2 separate regions of the Mus musculus genome follow, and region 2 is linked to region 1. The links are chromatin contacts, called in public promoter capture Hi-C maps. All regions are on one chromosome and are shown on one strand. The core of a region is the stretch at or near the end of the contact, and the rest is flanking DNA. Distances in the headings are between cores, read along the strand shown. Region 1 overlaps Fkbp5 (FK506 binding protein 5). Region 2 holds the start of 1700030A11Rik (RIKEN cDNA 1700030A11 gene).

Region 1 (4,199 bases), core at 64-2,563:
AGCAACAAGATAAAGATGCCATTAATGATACTGGCTGAGGGGCTGGCGAGATGGTTCATCGGGTAAGAGCACTGACTGCTCTTCCAGAGGTCCTGAGTTCAAATCCCAGCAACTACATGGTGGTTCACAACCACCCATAATGAGATCTGATGCCCTCTTCTGGTGCGTCTGAAGTCAGCTACAGTGTACTTACATATAATAATAAATAAATCTAAAAAAAAAAAAAAAATGATACTGGCTGGGTACCAAAAAGGCCCTGCAGACCGGCATGGATGACCAGGCTCGGCCCTCCCAAGAACCTGATGAGGAGAAAACACTGAGCCTTGTGGCCACAGTGATAAGATGTCACTTACAGCTGCCCCAGGGAATTACTGCCTCTCCAGAGCCCTGTCTCCTCAGGACCCAGGAACCAGTGCTTTATCCCCCAGGGCTGACACCCACACTCATTAAGTGAAATTTCGGAGTGCTGTGCCCATTGCTTGCCAGCCCACTTCCAAATTCCTGCTGTCTCCACATCAAGTGAAGGGCTTCTCGATGAGTGTTCAGAGCGGGCAGTCTTCTGCTGGGCCAAGTGATGCTGTGCAAGTGGCTGACTCCTGTCTCTGCCTTGTAGTGTGGAGACCCAAGCCAGAAGCCAGCTTTGTTGGCACACCTTTAAGCACAGGGCTCTGGAGGCAAGTGTATGTATGTGAGTTTGAGGCTAGCCTGGCCTACAGAGCAAATTCCAAACAACTAGGGCAACACAGTGAAGCCCTGCCTCAAAAAAAAAAAAAAAAGGACTTGGAGGGAACCCAAGTTTTCTTTGCTTTTTCTTTCTTTTACCAGCAGTCTTTAAACACAATTATTGGGGTTTTTGTTTGTTGTTTGGGTTTTTTTTTTTTTTTAAGATTTTATTTATATGTAAGTACACTGTAGCTATCTTCAGACACTCCAGAAGAGGGAGTCAGATCTCATTACGGATGGTTGTGAGCCACCATGTGGTTGCTGGGATTTGAACTTCAGACCTTTTGAACTCTGGACCTTCGGAAGAGCAGTCGGGTGCTCTAATCCACTGAGCCATCTCACCAGCCCCTGGGTTTTGTTTTGTTTTGTTTTGTTTTGTTTTTTATAGCACTATAAAGCAGAGACCTGAGGCTACTCTTCATGAGCCTCTGTACTGAGAAATGCTGTCACATCTACTACTGACTTACATTAGGGGGTTGGAACAAGAACACCATGTGGGACAACTGCAGAACTATGGGGCCATAGTCACCTCAAAAGAAACACTGGCAGAGACAGTGTGTATTTGTAACAAAGTTATAAACTAACGTATGACTCATGGGCAGCCAAGCAGATGGCGATAGGAGCCCTGAGCAGGGATCTGGAAATGGAGCTGTCCCTTCCATGTCATTGAGGCCAATCACCTGTGTTGCAGGGAGCCTTTCAGGGGTGATAAGTATATTTCAACATGTTTCAAATCTTCCTAAAATGACCAATCTGGATAAAATCTGGATCACTAGTCACACATACGGAACACATTATTTTTAACATGTAATCTGATAGACAGGATCTTTCAAAACATCAGTCTGTTGGGGGGAAAAAAATTAATGAAAGGTTCAAAATCACTGACCTAAGACTTACCCCAGAATGTCTCTGAACATTTTGTCTCACCAAGCACTTCCTGGAGGCTCCTTCCTCATTCTAGGTGAGGAGCAAGGCACCGCCCACCGCCGCCCCACCCCCCCACCCCCCCAGTCAGGCTGTCTGCTTCAGAGGCTGGAGGACTGCCTTCTGTCTGCTTGTCCCTTCTCCCTTCAAAGTTTAAGGAGCCTTTCTTTTGGCTGTGCTGCTCTGGCCAGCGTCATCTTCCCAGAGTATCTGACGTGATGTGTGCCATGTGCAGAGTGTGGGTGACTGTAGGGATGGGCTGGACTACAGTTCTATGTCCCTTAATATCTGCATGATCTATTCACCTGCCAGGCCAGTTTCAGCTGTGGGCAGAGAGGGACTGAATGTGGTATTTAGACTGATGTTGAAACTTCCTTTCAACCTCTGAACACTCATGCAGAGACACAGAAAGCACTGTCCTCATCCGGTTCTGAAAGTTACTGTCAGGCACTGTAGCACTGTCACTGCACAAAGGAAGGCTAAGGACGCTCTGCTGTGTGCGGGCATCTTGCGCCCCCTAGTGCTCCTTGGGAAGGAAGTGTGGCCGCGGCTGGCTGATTGTGCTTGAGAGCTGGAGTGTTGTAGGAAGAGCTCTACATCGTCATGGCTCCCTCTCCCGAGTGCAGTCAGGTCTGCCATCCCTTGTACAGTCGTACAGGAAGGGTCCTCTGTATTCAAGCTTGTAATTACTGTGCAGAAAAGAACTGTCACCTATATTCCAGGTTTACTCGTGTTGTTACAAGCTGCCATTCCGTGGTGCAGCTGTACCTACAGTAGTCAGCACGCTGTCTCCACCCCACAGTTTGTTGTTTAGGGCATGTGCTATGTACAACATTCAGTGTTTACAACTCTCAGAACTCAGTAGTAAGCAGGACCATATCTAGAGTCTGGTTACTCTGAAACAGCGCCTCACAGGGGTCACATATCAGATATCAGGTGTCTACGTTCTGATTCATAACAGTAGCAAAATTACAGTTATGAAGTAGCAACAGAAAACGTTTCATGGTTGGGAGTTTTATGGTTATGAGAAAGGGGGTCATAGCGTTAGGAAGGCTGAGAAGCACTGCCTGGGAGCTGAGGCAGGAAGACTGAGTTTGGCACTAGACTTGTCAATTTAGCAAGGCCTTTTCTGTGTGAAATAAAAACATCAGCCTAGAAATAGAGCAGGGATGGTGCTTGCTTAGTATGCATGAGGCCTTGGTACGGCGGAGGAGGCTGCTAGACCAGACAAGAGCAGGACAGTCTCTCACACGGTAAGCTTGCTCTTTAGGGTTATGTACACTGTGTGCTATCAATGGCCGTGGTCAGCACAGGGCATTCTGGCCCACCCACTCTTAACAATCACATGGTGCCGGGGTAGAGCCCCGGCACTGCAGCTCTGCCGTGCTGCCTCTGCTTTCACTGCTACTGAGAGCCGAGCGTTTGCACAATCTGCTTTAGACAGGCCTGCTGTGTGGGGACTGCCAGTTACCATATTGCAGTATTTACTATCAGTGCTGAATGCCAAGAGAAAAGAGGAAAGTCACCTCCTCTTCCATAAGCCAAATGGCTCACCATCCTTTTGAAAGACTGAGGAATGTTGGTTCCAAACAGTGTAACCTCCTGCTGCCAGGCTGAAAGAACACTGAAGCAGCCATGCGGTGGCATTACCCTGGTCCAGGCCACCTCACAGGCCAGCAGAGCTTCCGCAGAACTAGGGAGGGACAGGAGATAGAGTGGGGCTGACATGCAGAACTATTCCGTGTGAGCACTCGGCTAGGGCAGGCCACGCTCACACTTCACTGCATCCTTTCCAGATGGATACAAGTTGTTGGGGGCTTTTTTCTCCTAGGGAGGCAAGTACACGCAGGCCGTGATTCAGTACAGGAAGATAGTGTCCTGGCTGGAGATGGAATACGGCCTGTCAGAGAAGGAGTCCAAAGCCTCAGAGTCGTTCCTCCTCGCAGCCTTCCTGAACCTGGCCATGTGCTACCTGAAGCTCCGAGAGTACAACAAAGCCGTGGAGTGCTGCGACAAGGTGGGTGAGCCGTACTTCACTCTCCGTTTATCTGTGTGGCACCTCTGCCCCCTTCAGGCTGTTCCTCTATGGTCAGCATGAGCTGGGACGCCATAAAGGATGGGGCTTTTTGTGCACTACTTTTATCCTGCATTTTACATAAAGCCATTAACAGAATTGATAAGAGTCTTCATCTGTGGTCTTCCTTACCCTGGTCCTTTGTGGGAGAGGAGACAAAGAGCCTTGAGGTTCCCTCTTTATTGTTTTGTTTGCAAGGCTGGGGATTGAACCCAGGGCACTGTGCATGCTAGGCAAACACTTTACCACTGAGCCATACAGCCTACCCCCAGTGACACACTTCCTCCAACAAGCCACACTTCCTAATTTCTAATCCTTCTAATCCTTTGAAACAATTCCATTCCCTGGTGATGATGTATTCAAATATATAAGCCTGGGGGGGGGGGGAGACATTCTTATTCAGAGCATTTACCACCATGGTTAATGCCTATGGTCTCAGCATTTGAGAGGCAAAACAGAAGAATTGAGAGTTCAAGGC
Region 2 (4,084 bases), core at 1,404-3,903, 500 kb before region 1:
CACCTGCCTCTGCCTCCCAAGTGCTGGGATTAAAGGCATTCGCCACCACACTTGGCCTTCAATTTCTTAAAATATATCTTGAAATATGTAGGAGACAGAGCAGGGATGCACCTCAGTTTGCACAGCCCTTGCCTGGCATCAGGAAGCTGGCATTAGATCCCCAGCATTGGGGCTGGAGAGATGGCTCAGCAGGTAAGAACACTGACTGCTCTTCAAAAGGTCCTGAGTTCAAATCCCAGCAACCACATGGTGGCTCACAACCATCTGTAATGAGATTGGATGCCCTCTTCTGGTGTGTCTGAAGACAGCTACAATGTACTTACATATAATAAATAAATAAATCTAAAAAAAAAAAAAAGTTCCCTCTTTAAAAAAAAAAATCCCCAGCATTGTGTAATTGGGTTGTGGTAGTGTACACGTGTAATCCCAGCACTGGGGAGGTGGAGGCAAGAGGATTGGTTCAAGATTATCTGCTATGTAGTGAATCAGAGGCCACTTGGAGCTACATGAGACCCTATTTATCTATTTATCTATCTATCTATTTATCTATCTGTCATCTATCTATCCATCTATCATCTATCTAATCTGTCATCTATTTATCTAGCCTATCTACCTATTTCATCTATTCTATCTAATCTATCATCTAGTCTATCTATCATCTATCCATCCATCTATCTATCTATCTATCTATCTATCTATCTATCTATCTATCTATCTATTCATCCATCCATCCATCCATCCATCCATCCATCTATCCATCCACCCATCTATTATCTATCACCAATTCTATTTTATATATTTATATCTTATCTATCTAACCTATCTAATCTATCATCTTATCTATCCATTCATCTATTATGTCTATCTTTATCTATCTATTATACCTACCACCTATCTATTGAATAGAGACTAAAGGTGTAGTTAGACAGGGACCCTGTGTTAGCAGGTAAAAGGTCTTGGGCTTAACTAAACAAGGCAGCTACATGGAAAAATGGAAAGAACTGTCCAACGGCCACAGTGAGGAGCCTTCAGTGTGCTCTGAATCTTCTTGCAGAATTACAGGGAATAAAACGAAGCTTCATCCATACAGACTTAAACACCCGTCTCTCAGTAGTGCGTCCAACCTCATACACAATCAGAACACCTCACAATACCCTCTTCATTTAATTGTCTAAAAACGAGGGCGGCATTTTTAAAGGCAGGGTATGCAAGGGATGGAAAGGCATTTCTGTGGCCAGTTTGTAAGGTATTTACTTTACCATTGCCTTGCCTGAGAGGAAAATGAACTGTAGATAGTGTCAGGAAACAGGAAGCCGGGGGCAGAGTCGCTTGTTAGTTTGACATTTCATGCAAACAGACCTTTGGGGTGCAGCTAGTGGAGTGGGCACATCACCCTTGTGTAAGGCAAAACAAGCCACCCAAGGAAATGTTCTGGTGTGAGGAGTAGTGGAAGCAGCCATGGGGCAGGTCCAGTGTGACCTGTGGAGCGCCAGCTGATGTCCTCTCTGTGCCTTAGGATAGGGACCTGTTATTATGTGGGGCTGGAAGACTTGGAATCAGCCTTGGGAAATGTTTCTAACTCCTGCTCCTTTGTTTGATGTCCTGACAGCCCATGAGAGATTGTGACCCATATTTCGCAGGGAAAGCTGTAAAGATCCGGAGGGGAAAGTGATTTAGCCACTACCAATTCAAAGTTCCCAGATCTAGAAAGCTCAGTTGACAGGGCAGGTGGACATCGGGCCTTAAATCCCTGCATAAAACATCATGCTTTGGGCTGTGAGATGGCTCAGAGGGTAAAGGCATGTTCCAGCAAGCCCCGATGATGTGAGTTTGATTCCTGGGACCCATATAATAAAAGGAGAGAACTGGCTTCCGAGAGATATCCTCTGATCGCCACATGTGTTTCTCTTCTCCCTAATAATTGAATTATAAAAAATTAACACATTTAAAAAGTCATACTTTGCCTCAAAAATACTTTCCCATATTCAGTCAGGATGGTGGGGGATGAGAGGGTCTTTGGGTATTGGGGGGGGATGGGAGGGTCTTTGGGTATTGGGGAACCTCAATCCTGAGGGATCCAGGCTGGTTTCGTTCTCCCTGGGAGTCCAGATCTGGATACTGTCTGCATACCTAGGAGTGGTGGGACCCATGCTCTCTTGCAGAGGATGATGTCATCTGGCAGATTGTGGAATTGCTCAAGAAAGCTGGAGACCAACTGGAAGAAGAGGTGAGGAGGCGCAGGCATCAGAGAGCGCCTGCAGAGCTGCTGCAGCTCCCGGTTCGTGCCCCGCCTCCCCGTCCAGTTAGCCCCACTCCCTAATTCCAGAAGCCACCTCCCGCTCTGGGTCGGCCCTGTCTGGGGTTGCCTTTCGCCTCTCCTCAAGGCCAGGGATCTAACCCAGTTTCTTTCTCCTCCCCACAGCAAGTGCAAATCCCTCAGCCAGAAGCGGTTCCTCCACGAAAGCCAACGCCACTCCCCAGGAAGAAATCCCAGGAGAAGAAGTCCAGCCTGAAGAGAGTCTTATCCCTCAAGAAGCCTGCCTCTGAGGAACCCAAGAGAGTCGGCACAGCCACTACCCTGGGCCCAGAAACCCGGCCCAAGAGGCCCAGCTTCCTACCCCTGTGTGTTAGTAGCCAGCGAGCTTCCACCTCCAGCAGCCTTGGTAAGCAGGCTCTAGCAGTTGCCATAGCAACTGCAGCTGCCTCCTGCTCTGGAATCTTTCTGATGCCCACACTATGCCTTGAGCAGTGTAGGGAGGATGGAGATGGAGAAGAGATCAAAGCTTTTCCCCTCCACATGGTCTCACTTGGGTACAAGTGGGATCCCTCAGAGCCAGAGCCGGAGGGAGAAGGGCTGGTCTCGTTGGCTCTTCGTGGGCGTTAGGGTGGATGGGGGCTAGACTTGTATGACACCGTTGTCAGGAGAGCGTGGATTTGGGGTCATAAGAGGAGAGATTTTCATGCAAGGCGGTTTAGGCCATGGCTCTTCTTCATTCGTGGCACGGAGCCAGGCACCTTCTGCCCCCTAGTGGACCAACCGAAAACAGCGGCTAGGTAAGGAAACCCCATGGAAAGAAAAAGAGAAGCCAAGGAAAGACAGTTCTTTTCATGCAGAGAGCATGGTCGGGGTCCGCAAACAGAGCCCCAGACCCGGCATAGCCTTGCAAGCCTTGCAGAGCCCACGGGTGGCGTACACTGGCACCTGCCCAGGCTCAGGTTGCTGGGCGTGGCTGACACACACACTGACTGTGACTTTCTGCTTCCCAGACTTGGAGGCGCCTGAGTTCCAAGAGGTCCCGTCTGTAGATGGTGGAGGCTCCCATCCCTCTGAGCTCCACACACCAGCTGCCATATTTCAGGGACCCGAGGAGAAGCCACTGCTGGACAGAGCCTCCGAATCCAGTTAGTCCCTTGCCCCTCAGAAACACCCCCCTCCGCCACCCCTACCCCCCCACCTCCAGCAAATAGCCCATCTGTCTAGACTCTGCCATTTGGAAAGGGCAAGTTGAGGCAGAGCGAGGGAGGCCAAGGCCTATTTCAGTCTCTCTGTGGGAGGCCTCGGGCTGTGGAGACAGCACATTTCACCCGTTAGCCTCAGTTTCCCCATTTTGCAAGGCTGGACCTTGAGATTTGCTGGAAGTTCTAATTGAATGACTGCCTGTAAGGTATAGCAGGGTCGGCCTGTCAGCCAACAGGTTGTGTTGCTACCGAGCGTGGTTATTGCCGTTAGGTGGGCGGCTGAGAGCTGCCGTGGTGCCAGGAAGGGGCTGAGAACACAGAAGGGAGGTTTCCATACAGTTATCGGTTTTATTATTATTATTATTTGTTTTTGTTCGAGACAGGATTTCTCTGCATAGTCCTGGCTGTCCTGGAACTCACTCTGTAGACCAGGTTGGCCTCGAACTCAGAAATCTGCCTGCCTCTGCCTCCCAAGTGCTGGGATTAAAGGCTTGCGCCACCACTGCCCGGGTTTTTTTTTTTTTTTAAAGATTTATTTATTTACTTATTTTATGTATGTGAGTATACTGTCACGTTTCTCAGTCACACCAGAAGAGGGCATCAGATCCCATTAGAGATGGTTGTG

Evidence for each region. Promoter capture Hi-C pulls out the DNA fragments that hold promoters and counts their contacts.
Region 2: a contact with region 1 is called in a promoter capture Hi-C map of liver, with 2.2 times the contacts expected there. The contact joins the promoter of 1700030A11Rik here to the enhancer-like site in region 1. A contact is called at or near these places in 2 of 39 promoter capture datasets (liver and neutrophils) and 1 of 484 Hi-C or Micro-C datasets (bone marrow-derived macrophages).

Annotation. Positions count from the first base shown.
Region 1 is chr17:28,405,550-28,409,748 of GRCm38.p6, reverse strand. It overlaps Fkbp5 (FK506 binding protein 5), which reads left to right. Exons shown (of 11, transcript NM_010220.4): 9 at 3,479-3,664. Among named protein-coding and RNA genes, the nearest start is that of Gm22146, 39 kb to the left of the region's middle. Within about 2 kb of position 1,313, at least 110 of the 459 cell types and tissues checked have an H3K27ac peak or open chromatin away from gene starts, as enhancers often do. A contact at or near this core is called in bone marrow-derived macrophages, liver and neutrophils, where this site is marked.
Region 2 is chr17:28,903,834-28,907,917 of GRCm38.p6, reverse strand. 1700030A11Rik (RIKEN cDNA 1700030A11 gene) reads right to left here and starts at 2,653. Exons shown (of 3, transcript NR_045457.1): 1 at 2,619-2,653; 2 at 2,131-2,215; 3 at 1,147-1,914. Bnip5 (BCL2 interacting protein 5) reads left to right here. Exons shown (of 12, transcript NM_172450.3): 4 at 2,163-2,227; 5 at 2,423-2,663; 6 at 3,268-3,402.